Linked DNA regions of Mus musculus: regions 1 and 2 are each linked to region 3. A link is a contact called in public promoter capture Hi-C data. All regions are on one chromosome and are shown on one strand. Each heading gives the region's core, a stretch centred on a gene start, on an enhancer-like site or on the middle of the called end of the contact. The rest is flanking DNA. Distances are from core to core; before and after follow the strand shown. Region 1 holds the start of Alkbh3os1 (alkB homolog 3, opposite strand 1). Region 2 overlaps Alx4 (aristaless-like homeobox 4). Region 3 holds the start of Ext2 (exostosin glycosyltransferase 2).

Region 1 (2,700 bases), core at 142-2,641, 160 kb before region 3:
TATACTGAGCAGGTAGCGGTAAAATGATGTCATGTCTAAGGAGGTGATCAAAACAGGCCTCTCAGCCGAGATTGAAGGTTTTGTGCTGATAGAGGAATCCACGACTGTGCCGACCACTGAGAAAGTGACTGCAAATAGCCCCAGTGGCTACCATGTTGGGCATCACAGCACAACTATTCTAGATCAGTGTGGGTGAGGTCTCGTTAAGTACAAACATTTAAAGTAAAGCAACAGTTAGAAAAGTAGGTATGCCTTGCTGCCGGGGCGCTGGCCCAGCCTGCTGGGATCGGCTGGGTACTCGGTTCAGAGGAGGAGACCCTTTCTCACAGGACTGTAGACCACCTAGTGAGAGAGATAGAATAAGACATAAATAAGTTGTAAATCATGTTGAACTAATGAAAAATGCACATATATTTATGCTGGACAACTATTTATATTTCCATTTAGCACCGAGTGCCCAAGGAATACCACTCCAGACAACCGAGAGTAAACTTAACCTTTCGGACCGTTTATCCAGACCCAAGAGGAGCCCCTCGGTGACACTTCTACAGAGTTACCACTGAGGGGAGGGCTATGCACCTAACAGCCCCTCCCCATCTCCCGCAAGCACTTCCGTGATGTGGCTGTTCAGAAAGCGTGGTGTTTGCTTCTCAGGTTCTACTCCTCCTGAATGAGAGCTGCCAGCACGTCACCTTGTCAACATGTCTACTACAGGAACACTTACTTTGAGACAAATCTCTAAATCAAGGTTATCATTAAGCAAATTAAAAATTGCTCTGGCTGTACTCACAGATGATTTGATCCAAAAGCTTTTTGCCTCCTGCTCTGCCCCCTTTAATTTGAAGAAATACAAATGGCCTTGTGCCTCTGGGGAAGATCTGAACATGTTTGTTCCTTATGACGTTAGCAAAATGGAGATATAAATACGTGTCAGTGACTCTGGAGCCGTCCACAGGCAGGCAGCTGCTGAAACCCAAACAGAGGTGGCTTCTCTGGGCTTTGTTGAAGTCTTCCTTGACTCCTTAACATCTTGGCTTGTATGTTATTGTAATGGAAAGCTGCGTGTTCAGGACACTGTTTATTTAGCTGAATTTCCCAGCTGTCAGTTTTCCTGGGGCACACTTAGGTTACAGACTTCTGAATACAGAGACAGCAGCAGCTCCCATCCACACCCCAGACAGTTCACCTGGGACCCCTCGTAAGAAAGACAGTGCTGTATCCTGGAAGCGAGTAATAACTGAGAATGTCAGGAGAACCAGGCTGAAATTTTGGTTGAAGAACAGCAAATGCCCTGTTAGTAACTGCTGTTCCAATAGATTAGTTTCCCCTGGAGAATTTCTTGAGTCATTTAAACCCAGGCCAGATAGAATCAGAGCAGCCCTGCAGGGAATAGCTTGGATGACCTCATGGCTCTTCTACCTTAGATTTCAGAAGCCTGTGACTAAGGCTCTTCTGACTCAGTGTTCTCTTTCACTGGGTGCCTGAGTTCAGGGGTTAGCCTGTGATGTCACCAAGGTTTCCAAAACAGAATCGGGTAGTTGCCCCTTTTTGCATCATAAAAACACATGACTCGTTGACCTTGACTCAGGAGCAATGTACTAGATTAATTCAAACCCAGAGGAAGAGTTCATGTCAGTGGATGAAAGTGGGACATGGGTTAGAGTTTCTCCCTTGTCCTTGAGGGAAATTTACTGTCTTGGTTTTTAATCCTATTTCCATTCCACTCTGTAAGATGGATGGTCCCCATGACATGGAACGGTGCCAGAGGCTGGACAAGCTTACTCAAGGCTCAGATGGAATGAGTACGGAACGAATCTGAACAGACTCTCTGGTTCCTTGTGTCAGAGTCTGGTTTTTAAAAATGTGTAGAGCTCCTTTTGTAAGAAATCCTAAATCTGTATACAATTTGAGCATCATATTAAGCCTTCCTAGGAAGAAGGTATGAATCACCATAAACACACGCCCTCTATTTAATCTCACAGCTGTTCCCTGGTTAGAGCCAAGAAAACCTGGCCAGGATGGTATGGTCAGCCTTGATTAGGAGTTTGATGACTGAGGCTGGAAATTCCTCCTCTCTTCCTTATAAATGAGACTGACAGGTGACCCCAGGTCTTCCAGCACCCCACCCCCATTGTAGAGGCTCTTCTCTGCCTCCCTGCCTTAGAGCAGCGCTGCATCTCGACACTCATTACAGCTAGTCTGTCAGACCACTGAGAGGCTGTGGTTTCCATCTGGGTTTCATGGGCAAAGAGCAGTCATAGCTTCGGTTTCTTGCCTTTACTGTAGACTTCCATGTGCAATCAGTGCCGGATATTTCCACCGCTAGGACCCCATGCCTTCTCAAGTATCAAGCAGGTTCTTGCCATAAAGCAGAACTACAGAGTTTAGATGTAAGACAGGAAGAGTGATGTTCAGTGACTGCTCCAGCCTGCTGCAGATCCTTCCCAGGAACTGACAAAACTGTGCTGACTCAAAGTACATGAAACAGCAGTGCACAGGTTTGGTTTTAGTCATCCTCTGTGAGTTTTGGTTCCCTGCAGGCTCTGTCCTGTGAGCTTGCATTTATCACCTCATTGTCCCAACACTGATTCCACTATAGAGATGAGAAGCTGAATCCCTAAGTATTTTACTGCACATGTGCTGGCAGAGACAAATTTCAGAGGCTGTCTTACGGTTTCTATTCCTGCACAAACATCACGA
Region 2 (2,700 bases), core at 40-2,539, 160 kb after region 3:
GAAAAGGCTGGGAACTTTCCAGAAGCAGAAATGAGAGGATGTGGGCTAACTTTCTCCTGTTGTTGGCCCGTTTTGTCCTGGCTGGGTTGAAATATTTGTTCTTTGGGATAAGCTGTGATCTGAATCAGAGACTGGAAATCCCAGGGAAACCTGTGTGGACAGGGAGCTGACACTGTGCTGTGGGGTTATGGGAAATGAGAGGCCTGGACGGAGTGGGATGGGAGAGGACAGCTTCAGAGAAAAGCTCCCATCGTGGTGGGGATGGCACTGTCATGGTAGGGTGATGCTGACCTTCCAACTGGGCTCTAATGGGCTCCAAGCCAAGGCCTCTATGACTGCTGGCTGACTGCCAATGCTCAAGCCCAGTCCAGATTTCCTCATAAGACTTGGTCTGTAGGCTTCTGTCCTTGAGTACAGCCAGAGGTGTCTAAGACACAGGCACCCATCATGCCACACCCCACGGCAGAGGCTCCCTCCAGCTCCCAGAGGCCTCATCCAGATGCTTCACACAGGGTGGGATACCCCTTGGAACTGTGCATACCAGCAGTGAACGTATTTAATATGAGAGCACCCTGAGTCCAGTCCCCAGCACTCACGCAAGGAGCCAGGCACTGTGGCACAGGCCTCTGATCTCAGCTCTGGGAAGGTGGAGGCAGGAGGAGCTCTGAGGTTTGCTGGCCAGACAGCCTAGCCAATGAGTGATCTCCAAGTTCAGTGAGAGATATTGTCTCTCAAGAAATACGGTGGAGGAGAATAACTAAAGATTACACTCCCTTGATTAACAACCTCTGCTTTCCATGTGACTGTGTACCAGTGCGCTCTCTCTCTCTCTCTCTCTCTCTCTCTCTCTCTCTCGCGTGTGTGTGTGTGTGTGTGTGTGTGTGTGTGTGTGTGTGAGATTTCTGTGGATTTCTGTCCTTACCTTATTCTGGGTTCTCTATGGCTGGACTCCCTATCTCAGCACACACTGCCTGTGGGGTCTCGTTGCCTCGTGGAGGTAGAAGAGACCTTTTGAGAAGGACCTCAAAGAAACCAGCCATAAAGCAGGTATGAAGTACCAAGGGTGGCCCTAAACAAACTTCTGGGCTAACAACTGATGTTTCCTCAGATCTACAACTCTCAGTGAACCCATGACACTAGAAGTACAAAAGGCACATGGAGGGACCAGTCCTGTGGGCAACCAACACCTGGGAGAGGTCCCAGGCAGCTGCTCACCCTCAGTGCTGGTTCTGTGTCACGATTGTAGGTCCAACTCCCAAAGGCCAAGAGCAAGGCTGCAGTTTCACACACTTACCACTAAGAGGCACTGTAGTTCCAATAAAGTATTTCTGGGCCTGAGGCAAAGCAGAGGGGAGCGGGGCACCCCTTAAAGTGATTTGAAGAAGTTCCTGGTAGGATCTATCAGTTCAGCAGGTATTCAGCCCTACTGTGTACCTGCTACGATGCCATATCTGGGAAGGGCACAGGGATGGACAAGGCAGGTCTCAGTACCTTCTGGAAGAATGCTTGCCTCTATCTTATAGTTCAATACACCAGTCTCAAAACACCCCAAGGGGCAAAACGAGGCACCAGACAGAAACCTGTTTAATATCAACAGCATCTGAATGAAAGGCCTGAGGTCTGGACTTTTATTTTTGCTTTTCCCTGGACGTTGTCTTCCTCTCTGCAGGACCCTAAGTATCCCTTGGGTTCTGGCTATATTGCCACACAGTAGGTACGCAGGAAATATCAGACTCACTTGTAAATGACTGTCTTATGACAGAACAGTTCAGTACACTGCCTTGTCTTGATGGTGGATTGCCTTACGGCTTGGAACTGTCGCCCCTGGCCTGTGAGATCCTTCTGGGGATGCTTAATAGAGGCAGGAGCCACAGTCCCACCTGATGTGGATATTCTCCGGGCTCTTCTCATGGGGGAGGCTCTTTCCTGGTTTAGAAGAGTGGGATCTCGGAGTCAAAGAAGGAAGAGGAAGTAACGCAGAGCATTGTGGAGAACAGGGAATATGCTTTGTAGTCTACATGGTCTTTGGGACCTGCTATGGTGACACCCTCTTTATAGACACCAAGTAAAAACACCCCACTCCACAACTTCAGAAACTGAGACAGAGAGGGCAATGGCTTGTTTAAAAAGTGGCCTGACCTGTGATGCTTCCACTGCATCCTGCTGGGCAGGTGTCTTAGTGGAACAGATGCCCGGTGGGACAGGACCAGACATTCAGGGACCAGGCCCAGGAAGACAGGAAACAGAATGGGAAGTGCAGGAGGCCAGCCCCTCTCGGCTGCCTCATGAAGGACCCATCACGCCCACCTCCGTGCTGGCACTGAGTAGGCTGCCCTGTGCGTGAGACCAGTGTCACCAACTTCAGGGACTTCAAGAATAGGCCTGTGACTTCTTTCATAACTGCACATCAAAGTACTTAGAAGTAAAGAGGCAGACAGGCAGCTTAATCAGCTCATGGAAAAATAACAACATACCCTGTGTACCTGCCAGCCAATCAGCACTTGCCTACTGATTTATATAAGACCTAGACGATGGAGGACGACTTAGCTGGCGTGGCAAAGCTGCCATGTGTGGGGAATCAGCAGAGAGGCATCTGGGCTTTCCCACCACATTTAGTAGCTTTTCCCTAAGTCTGAACCCTTAGCAAAATGGAATGTTTTTATAGAGAAATTATATATAAGGACCAGTAGGAAGCTGGCC
Region 3 (2,700 bases), core at 74-2,573:
GGTCTAAGACAAAGAGATAGTAACCCCCCAATACTGGAATCTTTGTTGGTGAGGAAAGTCTTCCTAGGTCTCCAGACAGTAATCTCTGTGGGTATTTAAGCTGTAAGTAACAATATCCACGAGGTGGCGCTAAAGTACAATCGGGACCAAAATGCATTCGCATCTCGTGGACAGATGAAGAACTACAGCCAGCAATGGCAAGCTGGGTTGCCTCATTAGCCTTTCAGTAACTGTCACTCAGCTTTTTGCTGCCTTGTGACAGATGCCACTATGCATGCCGCTCCAGTTACTTCCAAAATTTTATAACTGCGTCTTGGATTTTTGTTTGTTTGTTTGTTTTGTTTTGTTTTTCGAGACAGGGTTTTTATGTGTCGCCCTGGCTGTCCTGGAACTCATTCTGTAGACCAGGCTGGCATCGAACTCAGAAATCCGCCTACCTCTGCCTCCCAAGTGCTGGGATAAAAGGCGTGCGCCACCATTGCCCGGCTGGATTTTTTTCCCAGAAAAATATTATACTTACACCTGGACACAAGCATCTGCTCACACATTTTCTCTCTTCTGATTTTGCACAAGCACATTTTAACTAAAAGTGATCGTGCTTGTCCCTTCTTAAGGGACTGTGGCTTCTCATTAGCCTGTCTTGGAGATATTACCTTGCTGACTGGTATGACGACTCCTTCTCCGTTGTTCCATAATCCTACAGTTTACTTTCTTGCTAGTATTAGAAATAGTGCGGTGAATGTTTCTTTCTTTCTTTTCTTTCTTCTTCTTTTTTTTTTTTTTTTTTTTTTGGTTTTTCGAGACAGGGTTTCTCTGTATAGCCAGGAGATGTCCTGGAACTCACTTTGTAGACCAGGCTGGCCTCGAACTCAGAAATCCACCTGCCTCTGCCTCCCGAGTGCTGGGATTAAAGGCGTGCGCCACCTCGCCCGGCTGGTGAATGTTTCAATAAGTGGTGAGACTTTCTGCAGGGTAAACTACAAAGAAGGTTGGTTGGAATTGCAGGGCTAGGGAGTTTTTTTTTTTTTTTTACACCTTGATGGATACTGCCAAATTGCCCTGGGGGCCTAACTATGCTTTGCAGAGTTGTAGATTGTCTCTTTATGGCTAAGCTAGCCTGGAACTAGTGAGTGATCCTTCTGCTGTGCTGAGATTATGGATATAAGCCACCACGCCTGACCCAAATGCTTGCCTTTTCCACAGTTTTATCCCAGAGCTTGGTGCGCCTGGCTGTCACTCTGCCTTTGCCCCGAACGGGAATGCTCACGTGCGCTGACTCCTCCTGTCCAGCAGGGGGCGCGGCGCTACCGCTTCGCATGCGCAGTGCGCGCCGTGTCAGCCGTGGGGAACTGGAGGCCGGCGCAGGCTTCCCCGCTGGCTCCAGGGTACCTGGTGCTGGCGGCGGGCTCCCGTCACCGCGCGATCCGACACAGCCGTGGCTCGCGGCCCGCGGCAAGAGCCGGTGACGGAGCGCGGGGCCGAGCGGGAAGCGGCCGGTTCCGAGGTGAGCGCGGCGCGCGGGCGGCCGGGTGGGCCTCGGGGCTGGGCCTCTGGGAGCCCCGGGGCTGCAGGAGCGCCGCAGCGCTGCACCGCGGCCCCTGCTGTACCTGTGCCCCGGTCCCCAGGCCTGACCTCCTGTCCAGAACCTCTGCTTCCTGTTGTAATCGGGCGTTGTGGGACCCGAGTCCTCCCAGGAAGGCCTTACACCTTGGCTGTCCAGGACCGGTGTCGTCCAGTGCATGTTCTGGGTGGGACGCGGTGGAGAGGGTGGCTCAGGAAGGAACCACTGGCTCCGAGCGTTGGGAGATGCGCTCCGGATGCTGGGAACAGTGTCCAGTTTTGAGAGTCAAATAATGGTTTGGTGTCACTTATCAGGTGCCAATCTGGAAGCGCCCTATCACTTAGGGAGTGTGGATGTTGTCTTGAGTCTAGGGCAGGTCCATTTCAATTTTTAAAAGTCAGCCATTAGTTCTAAGTAGTGTAATTGAACTTTGTGTGTACTCTGGAACTCAAGGCGATTCACGGGAATAATAAACACGGTTGAGTTTTTATTACAGTCACTTTCCCTGACTTAAACCTCCTAGTTGCTCTATAGAGCCTGTGTAGTCATCTGAGGATCCAGGCTGCTGGGCGCTGAAGCCCAGCCTTGGAGTTCTGTTGTGGAACCCTGGAAGTTCTTAGCCTTGCTCTTGACCTTTCTCCACCACAGGGAGGTTCAGAAGTTTGTCACACAGTGCTGTCAGGAGGATGAAGTAGCACATACTAAATGCACATGTGTAGGGTAAGTGTTCACTTGGGTACTTAACGTATTCACCGTGATGTAACTGCCACGGTCAGTCAAACAGTGTCTTTATATTGGAAACCCTTTTTGGAGGTAATGAGCCACACTGGAACTCTAATTCTAATCCTGTCATGGCTGTGCACCGTAAGTTTGTGTCTGTTTGCCTTCTTTGCTTTCAGAAGCATTCCTGTGTAGCGGTGGCAGGCTGTTCAGCGGGCAGGACAGCTCTAAAAAGGCTAAGACAACAGGAAATTGTGACTTGGAATGCTGGGCTGAGTGGATTGGCTATAGCCCGGAGCTTGGAAGAAAGGTGTTTCAGGCCAGTGTTAGGAAGGAGCAATTCCAGGAACGGGGCGAGTGGCTCACCCTGCCTGTAGATGGGTGTTAGAGTCATTTCCAGTGACTCAGTTCTCTGAATC

Evidence for each region. Promoter capture Hi-C pulls out the DNA fragments that hold promoters and counts their contacts.
Region 1: a promoter capture Hi-C map of 3T3-L1-derived adipocytes shows a contact between it and region 3, with 2.3 times the contacts expected there. The contact joins the promoter of Alkbh3os1 here to the promoter of Ext2 in region 3. A contact is called at or near these places in 9 of 39 promoter capture datasets (the 3T3-L1 cell line, 3T3-L1-derived adipocytes, the C10 cell line and 5 more), 1 of 15 datasets of contacts at CTCF or cohesin (embryonic stem cells), 1 of 115 datasets of contacts at active chromatin or transcription factors (embryonic basal ganglia) and 4 of 9 other capture datasets (adipose tissue, embryonic stem cells, liver and 1 more).
Region 2: a contact with region 3 is called in a promoter capture Hi-C map of 3T3-L1-derived adipocytes, with 2.4 times the contacts expected there. The contact joins the enhancer-like site here to the promoter of Ext2 in region 3. A contact is called at or near these places in 7 of 39 promoter capture datasets (the 3T3-L1 cell line, 3T3-L1-derived adipocytes, HPC-7-derived erythroid cells and 3 more), 1 of 15 datasets of contacts at CTCF or cohesin (pro-B cells), 1 of 484 Hi-C or Micro-C datasets (nephron progenitors), 2 of 115 datasets of contacts at active chromatin or transcription factors (embryonic stem cells and stem cell-derived neural progenitor cells) and 2 of 9 other capture datasets (embryonic stem cells and pancreatic islet).

What each region holds. Positions count from the first base shown.
Region 1 is chr2:93,978,725-93,981,424 of GRCm38.p6, reverse strand. Alkbh3os1 (alkB homolog 3, opposite strand 1) reads right to left here and starts at 1,391. Exons shown (of 4, transcript NR_045827.1): 1 at 791-1,391; 2 at 253-342. Alkbh3 (alkB homolog 3, alpha-ketoglutarate-dependent dioxygenase) reads left to right here. Exons shown (of 10, transcript NM_026944.1): 10 at 448-791. The coding sequence ends at 540.
Region 2 is chr2:93,657,805-93,660,504 of GRCm38.p6, reverse strand. The region is part of intron 1 of Alx4 (aristaless-like homeobox 4); the gene reads right to left. Among named protein-coding and RNA genes, the nearest start is that of Alx4, 17 kb to the right of the region's middle. Within about 2 kb of position 1,289, at least 4 of the 459 cell types and tissues checked have an H3K27ac peak or open chromatin away from gene starts, as enhancers often do. A contact at or near this core is called in 3T3-L1-derived adipocytes, where this site is marked.
Region 3 is chr2:93,821,191-93,823,890 of GRCm38.p6, reverse strand. It overlaps Ext2 (exostosin glycosyltransferase 2), which reads left to right and starts at 1,323. Exons shown (of 14, transcript NM_010163.3): 1 at 1,323-1,504.